Regions from separate parts of the Mus musculus genome. Here region 2 is linked to region 1. A link is a contact called in public promoter capture Hi-C data. All regions are on one chromosome and are shown on one strand. The core of a region is the stretch at or near the end of the contact, and the rest is flanking DNA. Distances in the headings are between cores, read along the strand shown.

Region 1 (5,503 bases), core at 964-3,463:
CTTCACGGCAGAGCTATCTAGGTGAAGAACTCACTGTGCTGAGGCTGAGAAGCTCTGGCCTATCTGCCCAAACCAAGCCAGATGAGTTTAAAATGAAATGCCAGGCACCGCAGAACTTGTCTGTAGTCCTTGAGCTTTGCAGGCAAGTTCAAGGCCAGCCAGGGCACTTAGCAAGGGCTTATTACAAGAAAACAGAAAACTGGATGAAGCTACATCTCAGTAGAAGACTTGCCTGTCATCTGAGAGAGGCCCTATGTCAATCATCCATGCTACAAATAAAGAAAAAGCATTAAAGGAGTGAAAATTTTATAGGAAATATTAAACATATATAAACATCAGAGAGGATGGCTTTCTATATTACTTAATAATTTTTGAAACTATATGGTGGATGCCACACCCAACTTTTTCCCGTCTGAGCCCCATCAATCCTCAGAGCATATCCTCAAAGTATTTTGATTGTTCCTAGTTTTGTTTTGTTTTGTTTTTTCTAGTGTGAAACAGTATCAAGCTTTTGGCAATGTTGAAGACCTAATGCAGAGAACCTTTTTGGAAGCACTTGGTAATTACCAGAATGACAGACCATAATCTCAGGTCTTTAGTGTCCCTTCTCCCCATATTAGAACAATTCAACTATCAGCAGAAGAAGGCCACACACTGCAATCCTGGGGGCCTCTCAGTTTTGCTGGTTGCACAACGATGGCTTATGTAGAGAATTATGTACGACACTTACTTACCATGCCTCCTTACTCAGAGTTTGTCTGATGTTTCCTCACAATTGGTTTGAGCTTCATCTTAGGCAGGATCATGGCAGCAGGAATGCTGAGACCCTATGGCATCCTGTTAGTTGGCCCATGGCTTCAATTTGTCCCGTGACCAATCATCCCATCACCTACTGGCCATCCCTGTCTTGGTTCTTTCCTATTGGTGTAGTTGACTATCCTAGGCTGGGTGATGATTCATAAAGAAAGAGAGGGTCTTTGGCTCACGGTTCTGGAGACTGTGAATTGTCAAACGCATTGCCCTGGCATCAGCTTTGACAGGCTTGTTAGTGTGTGGAATCATCAGAGGTTGGGAGAAGGCCCAAGTAAAACAGTGTTTTGGGGGACATGCCAGGACTCCTCAGCCACAAACTCAAAGTGGCTGTGGTTGCCTGCACAAGAGCAAGCCAGACAACATTCTAGCATGGAATGGAAAGGAGTTCACAAGCCCCCAGCCCTAAACGAGGAGCTATGGATGGTTGCTTTCAGGGTGTAGCCCCTGGTAGGACCTAGGTGTTCCAGTGGATGGGCTCACATCAGGGGGATGTGAGCAGCTCAAACTGGAGTTGAGGGGTTATGGGAGAAGAAAAAGAGGACAGGAAATTAGGGATGGATTTGGAAGTAGTTAAGTGGAGAAGTTGGGGCTCAATATAATCAAAATACAGGGTATGAAATTCTCAAAGAACTAATGAAAGTATTTTTCAAACACATGACTGGGCATCACATGGGAAGAAAGAACAAGCAAGCCAGCTCAGGCATGGAGCCCTTCCCTTAGAGAACTGTACACTCTATTGCAGGTTCCATCTTGGAGTCCATCAGAGGGTCCATCACAGACTCCATCACAGGCTGCACCAGAGGGTCCATCAGAGGTCTATCACAGGCTCCATCACAGGCTCCATCATGGGCTCCATCACAGGCTCCATCACAGCTCCATCATGGGGTCCATGATTTCTCACTCTTTCACCTGACACTGGTTAAATCCTTTCTTCAGCAAACTCCCATTCTATTCCAATTGAGTTTACATAAATATGAACTCATGACTTGACCTTGATTTTATTTGACATGGAACCCTGTGATGCCTACATGGGTGTGTTCACTGGGTGAAAATTCAGTAAGGATTTGTGTATGTGTGTACGTGTGTGTGTGTGTGTGTGTGTGTGTGTGTGTGTGTGTGTGTAGTATTGCACAAGAAAAAATAGCACTTGCTCCAGAAAAATCATATTATGGAAAATAAATATTTGATTAAATCAGTAGGTGTAATGTGATGACAACTTTATGAAAACTGTGTAAATTAATTAGGTGTAGATGAAGGAGATCTGTATTTTGATAGGGCAGAAAACCTGGATGGTTTCCTAAATGATCTCCAGCGCTCAGCCCTAGGTAATGAATAACTAAGAGCCTCTATTTTTTTCTTGTGCTTTCCTGCTTTTAAATTTTCCCAAACATGAACATGTGAAGGTGTGAGTGGCTCCACTGGGCAACGGAAAAGAAGGTGAGAGGACATTGTGAAGAGCTGACCTCAGGCAAGATGGTAGTGTGGACGGAGGGGGAACATGGTACCAAACCAGGCAGGGTGCTGGGAGGCCAGGCAGGCATGGGTGTTCCCACCTCCCCACCAGGAAGGCTTTGTGCCCCTCACAGGTCCTGTTGCAACACTGAGTCTCCTGCCAGCCTTGCAGCCTGATGTCCCCGGTTGGCCTCATGAAGTGGCAAGTCACTCTCCAGATGCTATTACTCCTTGGCACGTTAGGCCTGCCAGTGTTGGCAAGATGGAAGGACAGATATTTTTCTGAAATCCAAATTCAAGATTACAGTAGGTATTTTGGATGGGCTTCAAAGTGGGGACTGGGCAGAAAGTGAATAACCCTAACCCTTCTCTAGTACCATTGCAGGGAGGAAGCAGGGGTGGGCTGGGGCACCCCAGAACATCCCTCATTTTGAAAGCCAGGATGCTGGAAGGAAACCGAATGTTTAGGTCTCAACCTGGAGGGTATCTTGATGCTGCAAGTAAGACATTGTTTTTATGTCTGTTGGGCGGGGGGCGGGGGGGGGGTTGTGGCAGCCACGCTGTGTTTTTATCCAGGAAAACACTCATCTAGGCAGTTCCAGGAGGTTTAGAGGCTGCCTGGAGGCATCTAGCTCTAGCTGCTGGGAGCCGGTATTCTCAGTTATGAGCTTCAGAGACAGACCACACATGGACAAAGGGTTTCTAATGATTTCTTACTATGTGCCCCCACCATTTAAAGGGAATTGGGTGTTTTAGAACCTTGGTCATACTGAGAAAAATGAATATGTGAGCTTTGTAGAAGTCCTGTAGGGTTTTGTTTTTGTTTTTGTTTTGAATTCTACTGAGTGGAAGGGAGATGGGTAAGGACTGAAAGGAGGAACGTGTTCAAGAGAAAGCCGAGTTTCTGGGCAGCTGTTTCAGCCAGAAATGGAGAAGTGGAGGTGGAAGGCAGGCTCTTTCCTTTTTGTTCTTATTTATTGTGTATGGGTGTTTTGCCTCTATGAATGGCTGTGCACCGCATGTGTGCAGTGCCCACAGAGGCCAGAAGAGGGCATTAGATGCCCCACAACTGGAGTTAGAGACAGTTGTGAGCTGTCATATTGGGGGCTGAGACTCTTAACTCTGATTTTCTGAAATAGCCCCTGATTCTTTGTATTAAAAAGTTAACATATGCTATTTGTACAAAACATAGGTTTTGACATGACGTTTTCACATGATAGGTGAGGTACTTTATTCATATTGCTCCCTGCCCCCAGCTTCTCTCCATCCTTCCTCCCACAGGGTCTCTTTCCCCCAAGTAAGACACTCCAACTTCATCTCTTTAAAACAACTAGGTTCATATGAGAGAAAATAGACATCACTGGTCTTTCTGAGTTGTACTTCTGTTGTTTAGCATGATGATGTCTGCCTCCATTCATGTCATCCTTTCTAAGAATGAAATATATATATATACATATATATATACACACACACACATATAGTGTGTGTACATACACATATACACATTATTATATGTATATTATATAATTATTATATATTATCATATCTCTGTATATACAGTTTATTTATTCATTGATGGGCTGACTAGGCTAATTCTATACATTGTGAATGTTGCTGGCATGAACACGGGTATGCAGTATTTATTGTATGGTGCTCTGATTCCTGGGAGATATTTCCAAGGATAATATGGTGGGGTGCTGTGGTCATTCTATTAGTTTTGTGGAGTCTCCCTTCTGATTCTCATGGCAGCTGAGCCACACCCCCTTTCCACTAACCCACTTTAAAGGCCCCTTCCTCCGCCTCACCTTTCTAGCCAGTGTTTGCTGATTTGGCAGGGGTTGCATAACATTCTTCCATGCATTATCAGTCATTCTTACTTCTGTTATTCATCTGAGTAGAGTATTCATCTTTGGGATGTTTATTGTAATGCAGGAGGTGATGAAACGCCTAGAGCAGTGGTTCTCAACCTGTGGGTCTCGACCCCTTTGAAGAGTCAAATATCTCTTCCACAGTGGCTGCATATCAGAGAGCCTGCATATCAGATATTTATATTAAGGTTCATAGCAGTAGCAAAATTAATTATGAAGTAGCAGTAAAAATAATTTTATGGTGGGGGGGTCACCACAATATGAGGAACTGTATTGAAGGGTCGCAGCGTTGGGAAGATTGAGAAAGTGGTTCTAGAGGAAACCGTGGGGAAGACACTTGAGGCTGCAGGCTTAGGCAACAACTTTCTGAAGAGGACTCCACTAGTTCGGGACATAAAGGAAAAACTCAGGAGAGGACCTCAAATTCTAAAGCTTTTGGCACAGCAAAATTAAAGGAAGAGACAGCCCAAAGGTTGTGAGGAAACTTCTGCAGCCTACTCCTCTGACAAGGGTTTAGTATCCAGAGTGTGTAACCATATTAAAAAAAAAAAACCAAAAAGTCAACTGCCAAGAGGCCGGGTGATTTCCTACCCTGGGACCCAATACCTCCCACCCTGTGAAATAAAGTGAAAATGAAGGACTTTTTGCTTTGAGAATTAGACTTAAGTTTGTGGGTTTAAAGTCCATATGGATAACATTACAGTGCCTTGTGGGATTAAGGAGGGCATCAGGGAGTGGCCCTTTCGTCCAAGAACCAAAAAGAAACCGCTAGGCTATTGGGCGAGGAGAGGAAGCAGAAGGGGACCCCCGAGCGCTGGAGCTGCTGGCAGTAGTGAGGAAATGCTCTTGGTTAGGGGAATGCTTGCTTATGTATTCCTTTTCAGTTTTAACAAGGCCCAAACTGCCCCCCTGCCTGACGCGGCCGACCAGCACCCAGTGCACAAGCTACTGCAGGGCTCACCTGGACTGTGAGCAGGACTTTCACTGCTGCCGCTCCTTCTGCGGCAACGTCTGCATGAGTCCGGAAGAGGCGGGTAGGTTCTGAAGAGCACGTCCCCTCTTCGTCCAGGTTACAAAGACCTTGGAAACCCACTCTGTGGGAAGAGAGACAGCATGGCACTGTGCCTCTCAGTTCCTACATCCAATCCCCTCAGAGGACCTCTGTTTCTCCGTCCTGGTTTCAGGTACCCGGTCTGATCTTGCAGGCCTACCTGATTTTGCCAAGCCCCAGAAAATCTGGCATCTGTGTCTATGCCCAGTGGTTTATCATCCCGTAGGAGAAGCTATATGTGGGCATCTCTTATGCCACAAACCCCATTAGTGACCCAGGAGTTAGGGAATCAATTGTGATCACCCCTAGAGAAGTCTGT
Region 2 (5,503 bases), core at 1,570-4,069, 110 kb before region 1:
CCAGAAAGACGTGACAATGGACAAGCGCTTTCAACAAAGAGGCAGAATAAAAAATCAGCATGCAAAACCCTACAGTCTTCCTCTGCACTGGCAGCAAACAGGTTGAGGAAGAGCTCAGAGAAAGCATTCCATTCACAACTGCCACAAAATAAACCTTCCAGTAAACATGCCTGTAAGAAAAGCTTTAAAAACTGAAGGAAATTGGTGAAGACCCTACAGGATGGGGTGACACCACTCCCCCACCCCCCCATCATGGATTGGAAAATCAATACTGTGAACTGGCATTACCAAAAGCAACCCCCATCAAATGCATGAGTGTCTCTAATAACACAGACACCCTAGCTCTGTTCTCGAGGAAGCCCGGTGGTGAGCTACCTCTTTTTTTCACTCCTTCCCTCACACTGTTTGAAGCGAGCAGGGGCACTATCTGTTTTACACACTGCCACAGGCCCAGTCATGGCTGGCAATGTGTTAATCATGAATTGGGCTCTGTACTCACGAGCTAAGTAAGTGCTTCACTAAGCTACACATAACCCCAAGGCATCTCAATGATGCTAATGGTATTTGTGAAAATGAATTTTAAAAAGGTCTAACTTTTCATGGTCTAAATAAGGGTGCTGAACACATGAAAATGAAACCATCTGGCAAAGAAAGGTATTGAAATCACCCCCAAGCAGTGAAAAAGTGATTGGGGTGTATAAACCTGTTATATCTGTGTAGCAAGAATATCAAGAGAGACTGTTGACAGGACTATCCTGCTTGCAAGTCTCCTCTATCCTCCCTCCCCTTTCCTTTCTTTTCAGAGAGGGTCTCACTCTGCAGACCAGGCTGGCCTCAAACTCCAAAGATCTGCTTGCTTCTTTCTCCTGGGTGCTGGGATTAAAGGTATATGCCACCATGCCTGTTTTTTTCTAAGATTTAAAAAAAATATATTTATGTGTACATACCTGTGGAATTTATACTCTGGTTATAATCTGCAGAGGTCAGAAGAGGGCACTGGAGCCTGCACCTGAGTTACAGGAGGCTGGGAGTGGCCTGATGTGAGTGCTAGGAACTACAATTGAGTCCTGTGCAGGAGCAGCAAGCACCCCTAACCACTGAGGCTGTATTTTCCAGCCTCCATTCTGTTTTTTCTTGTCTAAGGGGTCTTACTGTGCTGTCCAGGCTGGCTGTCAGCTGCCTCAGCCTCCTGAGTGGTCGGGCACGTACGCTGCAGCACCTGGCTGTACAGTCTTGTTTAGTAGTACAGTTGGCTTTAGTCACCAGGTCCTCACCTTCATGTACTTGTTGAAGACACCCTGGATCTCCTCATTGATGCTAGGCTGCAGGACAGCACGGAGGAGATCCATAGAGATGGCTGGGTCTGTGAAACTGGGGTTGTTGGGGAGACAGAGTCAGGGGAGTGTTCCAAACAGACCTTCCCAGACTACTCAGCTAGTTAGCAACATGGGATTCTAAAATTTATTTCATTATAACTCTGTGAAATAGGAATTATTTTCCAAGTATTTTATGAAATATAATACACACATATTTTTTCTTTTCCTTTTTTAGAGACAGAGTCTCACTATGTAGTCTGGTTGTCTTGGAACTCACTACATAGATCAGGCTGGCCTTAAACTCACAGAGGTCTGCCTGCCTCTGCCAAGTATTGTAATTAATAAATGATTATCACTATCCCAGGTCAAAAATACAAGAAGAATTCCCAAGGCCCATCCCTTCCCCAGGCTGGATGCCCCATGTCAAAGCTGAGAAAACAGAGTCTAAGAAAAGCTAAAGGCTTGTGTTAACAAACATCTCAGTCTGCATTAGAACAGATGTCTGTAATCTTGAATTCACATCCTCTGACTTACAGACTTCAATCACGGAGACAGACTAGACGTTCATTCCTTCCCTGCTTGGTTAGGATGTGGACCTGACAAGGTGACAGGAAGTTACAGCCTCCCCACTCCTGTGCTCTTTACGGGCTGTTGATCTCAGACTCCTACAGTGGGGTTCCCAAAGCACTCACTGCAGTCCACACAACTGGATCTCAGGTCTCACCCAGGTCGAGCCTTACCTTGTGGTCATCTGAGATCGGCGGCCCCTTCGCTGCACCTGCCGATGTTTTATCATTATGTTCCAAGGGTTCTGTTGGGGACCAAGTGGGCAAATGTCACCGAGGCTTCTCATAGTGAGGATGAGGAGAAAGTGAGTATGGCGCTAAACCTAGACGTTCCTGCTTCTCACTTCTCCCACCTTGGGGTGAAGGGGAATTAATTCAGTGGCTGGAAGACCCTGTCAGGGTGGAGGAACTGGGAAAATGTTTTCTGTCACCAATGTCCAAAGCTCGCTTTTTCTGGAAGAGCAAGAGGAAGGGCAGCAGTGTTTACCTAGGGTCTACTATGAGGCGGGTGACGAGTCAGGGCGTTCTACCCGCCTTTATCAGCCCATCCCACCACAACTCCAGCAAGCTCGGGTTATTGCTGTTCATTTCACAGAAGAGAAACCTGGCGCTCAGAGGGTGTCACATCAGGCCCACGTCACCTAGCTACAATCTGAATCCAGCTTGTAGCGGCACTGAGAAAACGACATTCCCAGGGCCGCACGGCCGCCGCGTTCTTTCGCCCGCGGGCCCGGGGCCCGGGAGCCCGAGGCCCTGCCCGGCCCGAGCCCCGGCCTCGCCCGGGCGCCCTCACCGTGAGAACCGGCTGGCCCGCCGCGCCCGCGTCGCCCAGCTCCAGGCCACCTCGCTCCGCCCCGCCGGGGCCCCGCGGCTGCTCGGTGTCGCCAGTCGCCCCCATGGCGCCCCCCGGCCCACAACAACCTCAGCTCGACTCAGCCACCGGAAAGCGGCGCCGTGACGTCACGGGAGCGCCCGAGCCACCCGGCCGGAAGCGCGACGCGCGTGCGCCGTGGGGTTGCTATGGGAACCGAACTGCCGCCTAGGAGCCACCTCGTCTTTGGTGTCGGGGACGACGTTGAGGCTTCCAGACCCCTGGGAGACAACGGCTGGGGACCGAGTGTGGGTGTTCGGGGGCCATTCAGTCAAGGGACGAGGGCGGTGTGAGGGCAGCAGAGCATACACTTCAGCGGGGGAGCACGGGGCTTCGGATGAGGGCAGCCCGAAGTTCAATCTTTGAAAACCGCAGGAACATCTGAAATCTTAGCACAGCCTCCCCCGAATTGGAGTAGTCTGACTCAGGAACCGGGAAAGCCAACAAAAGAAGGGGTTGTTGGTGCCACCCTAAATACCCAAACACCTAAACACCATACTACTAGCCTTTGCGGGCTGCCGCTTGTGTCGAAAGGCATCAGAATGAAAGTTGGGTTTTGGCTTGTGAACTAGTCCTGTTGCAGAGAGCTGGCCTTCTCTCCCCTAGATGGTTGATTCTGGGATAGGTAGGGGATGAAAGGTTTAACAACTGTGGCGTTCTCCAGAGCTCCTCTTAGCACTACCTCAGAGAGGTAAGCTGTCTGTGAAAGAATTCGGATTCAGTTACGGGTGATAAAATAACTCTTCTCGGGTCACAAGAAGCAGGTAGTGTAACGTATATGAATTTTGTGTTAGGAAAGATCTAGATTCCAACCTGATGTGATATGATCGTTAACGTTGGATAGGGCCTGGTGTGATAACATAACCCCAACACCGAGGAAGGAAGTAGCTGTGGTGTAGAGCTGTCTCAAAGCCAAAGGCTAAGAACATTGGCTGTGGGACTGGATCGCTTACCGCTATTCTCCTGCATACTAATTGCACGGTCATTCGTCCACAGTTTCAAGTATTCCAGCCTGGACCATGTAACTAAGGATCTGCCTCCACCTCCACAATGCCGGTTCACAGGCATGCCACAGTCCACGTTTGGTTTATGTCGTGTTGGAAATTGACCCCAGAGTCGTCATATGGTTGATACTAGGGCTGGATTATTTTATGCAAAGCACTTAAAACTTTGGTATAAGTAACTCCTTAAATTATTCTAATATAATAGTAATTTCCAGCAACCGTCACTTAAGGACTTTTTCCTCTGAAATATTATTGTATGTATTAAAATACTGCATATAAAACACATATTAGATAATCAACAATGCCAGTTTTGTTCCATGTTCCAACGTCCACTTTTATTTTTTTAGGTTTACTTATGTGTATGAGTGTTTTGCTGGTATGCATGTATGTATGTACATCATTTATGTACCTGGTATCCGCAGAGGTCAGAATAGGGTATTGGATCCTTTGGAAATAAAGTTATGGATAATTGTAAATTTCCCTGTGGGTGCTGGGAACTGAACCCTGGTCCTCTACAAGAGCAACACATGCTCCATGACTGCTGGGCCATCTTTCTAGCCCCAACATCCACCTTTTAACAAGGCACTTCCTTGCTTTAAACAATGGTGGCTTTTTTGTTTTTGTTTTCCCTTAGGCAAGACCCTCCTCTGTAGCTCTAGGCTGAGCTTCAATTTAGGCCCAAGCTGACAGTGTAATCTACCTGTCTCTCTCTGCCTTCCCAAGACTGGAATGGCAAGCAGACACTACCATGCCTGGCTTTGGATATATGAAGATAGTCTTTTGTTGTTACGTTTTTACCTGTACTCTGCCCTTAACCTTACTGGGCTCAGCGGTGTCACTGGACACTATTAGATATCACAGCCAATGGAGGACATGTGCTATACAAATAAAAAGAAGCAGGGGAGAAGGTGACAGAGGAGACATGAAAGACCGAGTCATCGCAGCTGCCCTCTCTAATTTTGATGACTATCTTTCATTTTGTCTAAGAGTGGCATATGTGGTCCACAGGGACCAAGCTGCAACCCTTTTGTTTTCTCATATTGATGCTGAAACACTCCGATGCTCCTCTTCCCGGAGTTGGACATGGTGTCAGGCTTAAGTTACATCATTAGCTCGGCTATTTTCTTCTTAAGTTGTCTTTCCAGTTCCTCCCTGTCGAGGACTAGGTGCAGAGGCCCCTCTCCAGCCCATGGACGGAACAAGGAACACTGAGCTTTTGTTCCCATCAGGGTCATTCTTGGCAAAGCCAGCAATGGACTGGCGCCAGGGCTCTGGGGGGCTGAGGCCAGGTTTCCACGTAAGCTGTGGTTAAATGTTCCAGACCTTGAGACATGAAATGCTTTGCTTACTGTACCAGAATATACCTTGCAAAAGAGGAGCTAGTGCTCCCTGTAATTCTGCTGTAACTACCTGTAACCTACTGGTTTGTATTCTGCTTCTCCATCCGAGGCTATGTAAAGAGTGGTGACATTAATAAACTTGCTGGCTTGAGTCATCGGCCATTGACCCTTCACACCCCCAGCTTTGGACTGTTTATTTTTCTTATCTCTGGTCCTTTCTCTCAGAATCCCAGTGTGGACCCAGCAAGAACCACTGGTCTGGTTCACCCTCTGTCATTTTGACTGCAACTGAGTCCTTCCAAAGCCCTTTTGGTCTCTCTTTGACCTTTAACCCAGAGGCTACCTCTCCATTTTTCTAGCTTCCCACGGGACCTCATCACTTGACTAAGAGTGTTAGGTATATCCC

Evidence for each region. Promoter capture Hi-C pulls out the DNA fragments that hold promoters and counts their contacts.
Region 2: a promoter capture Hi-C map of macrophages shows a contact between it and region 1, with 6 read pairs. The contact joins the promoter of Dnttip1 here to the promoter of Wfdc16 in region 1. A contact is called at or near these places in 2 of 39 promoter capture datasets (macrophages and stem cell-derived epiblast-like cells), 3 of 115 datasets of contacts at active chromatin or transcription factors (bone marrow-derived macrophages, embryonic stem cells and large pre-B cells) and 2 of 9 other capture datasets (macrophages and pancreatic islet).

What each region holds. Positions count from the first base shown.
Region 1 is chr2:164,635,512-164,641,014 of GRCm38.p6, reverse strand. Wfdc16 (WAP four-disulfide core domain 16) reads left to right here and starts at 2,213. Exons shown (of 4, transcript NM_001012723.2): 1 at 2,213-2,250; 2 at 2,400-2,571; 3 at 5,018-5,167. The coding sequence starts at 2,442.
Region 2 is chr2:164,743,331-164,748,833 of GRCm38.p6, reverse strand. Dnttip1 (deoxynucleotidyltransferase, terminal, interacting protein 1) reads right to left here and starts at 2,819. Exons shown (of 13, transcript NM_133763.1): 1 at 2,676-2,819; 2 at 2,057-2,127; 3 at 1,275-1,371. The coding sequence starts at 2,780. It also overlaps a transcript of Wfdc3 not described here.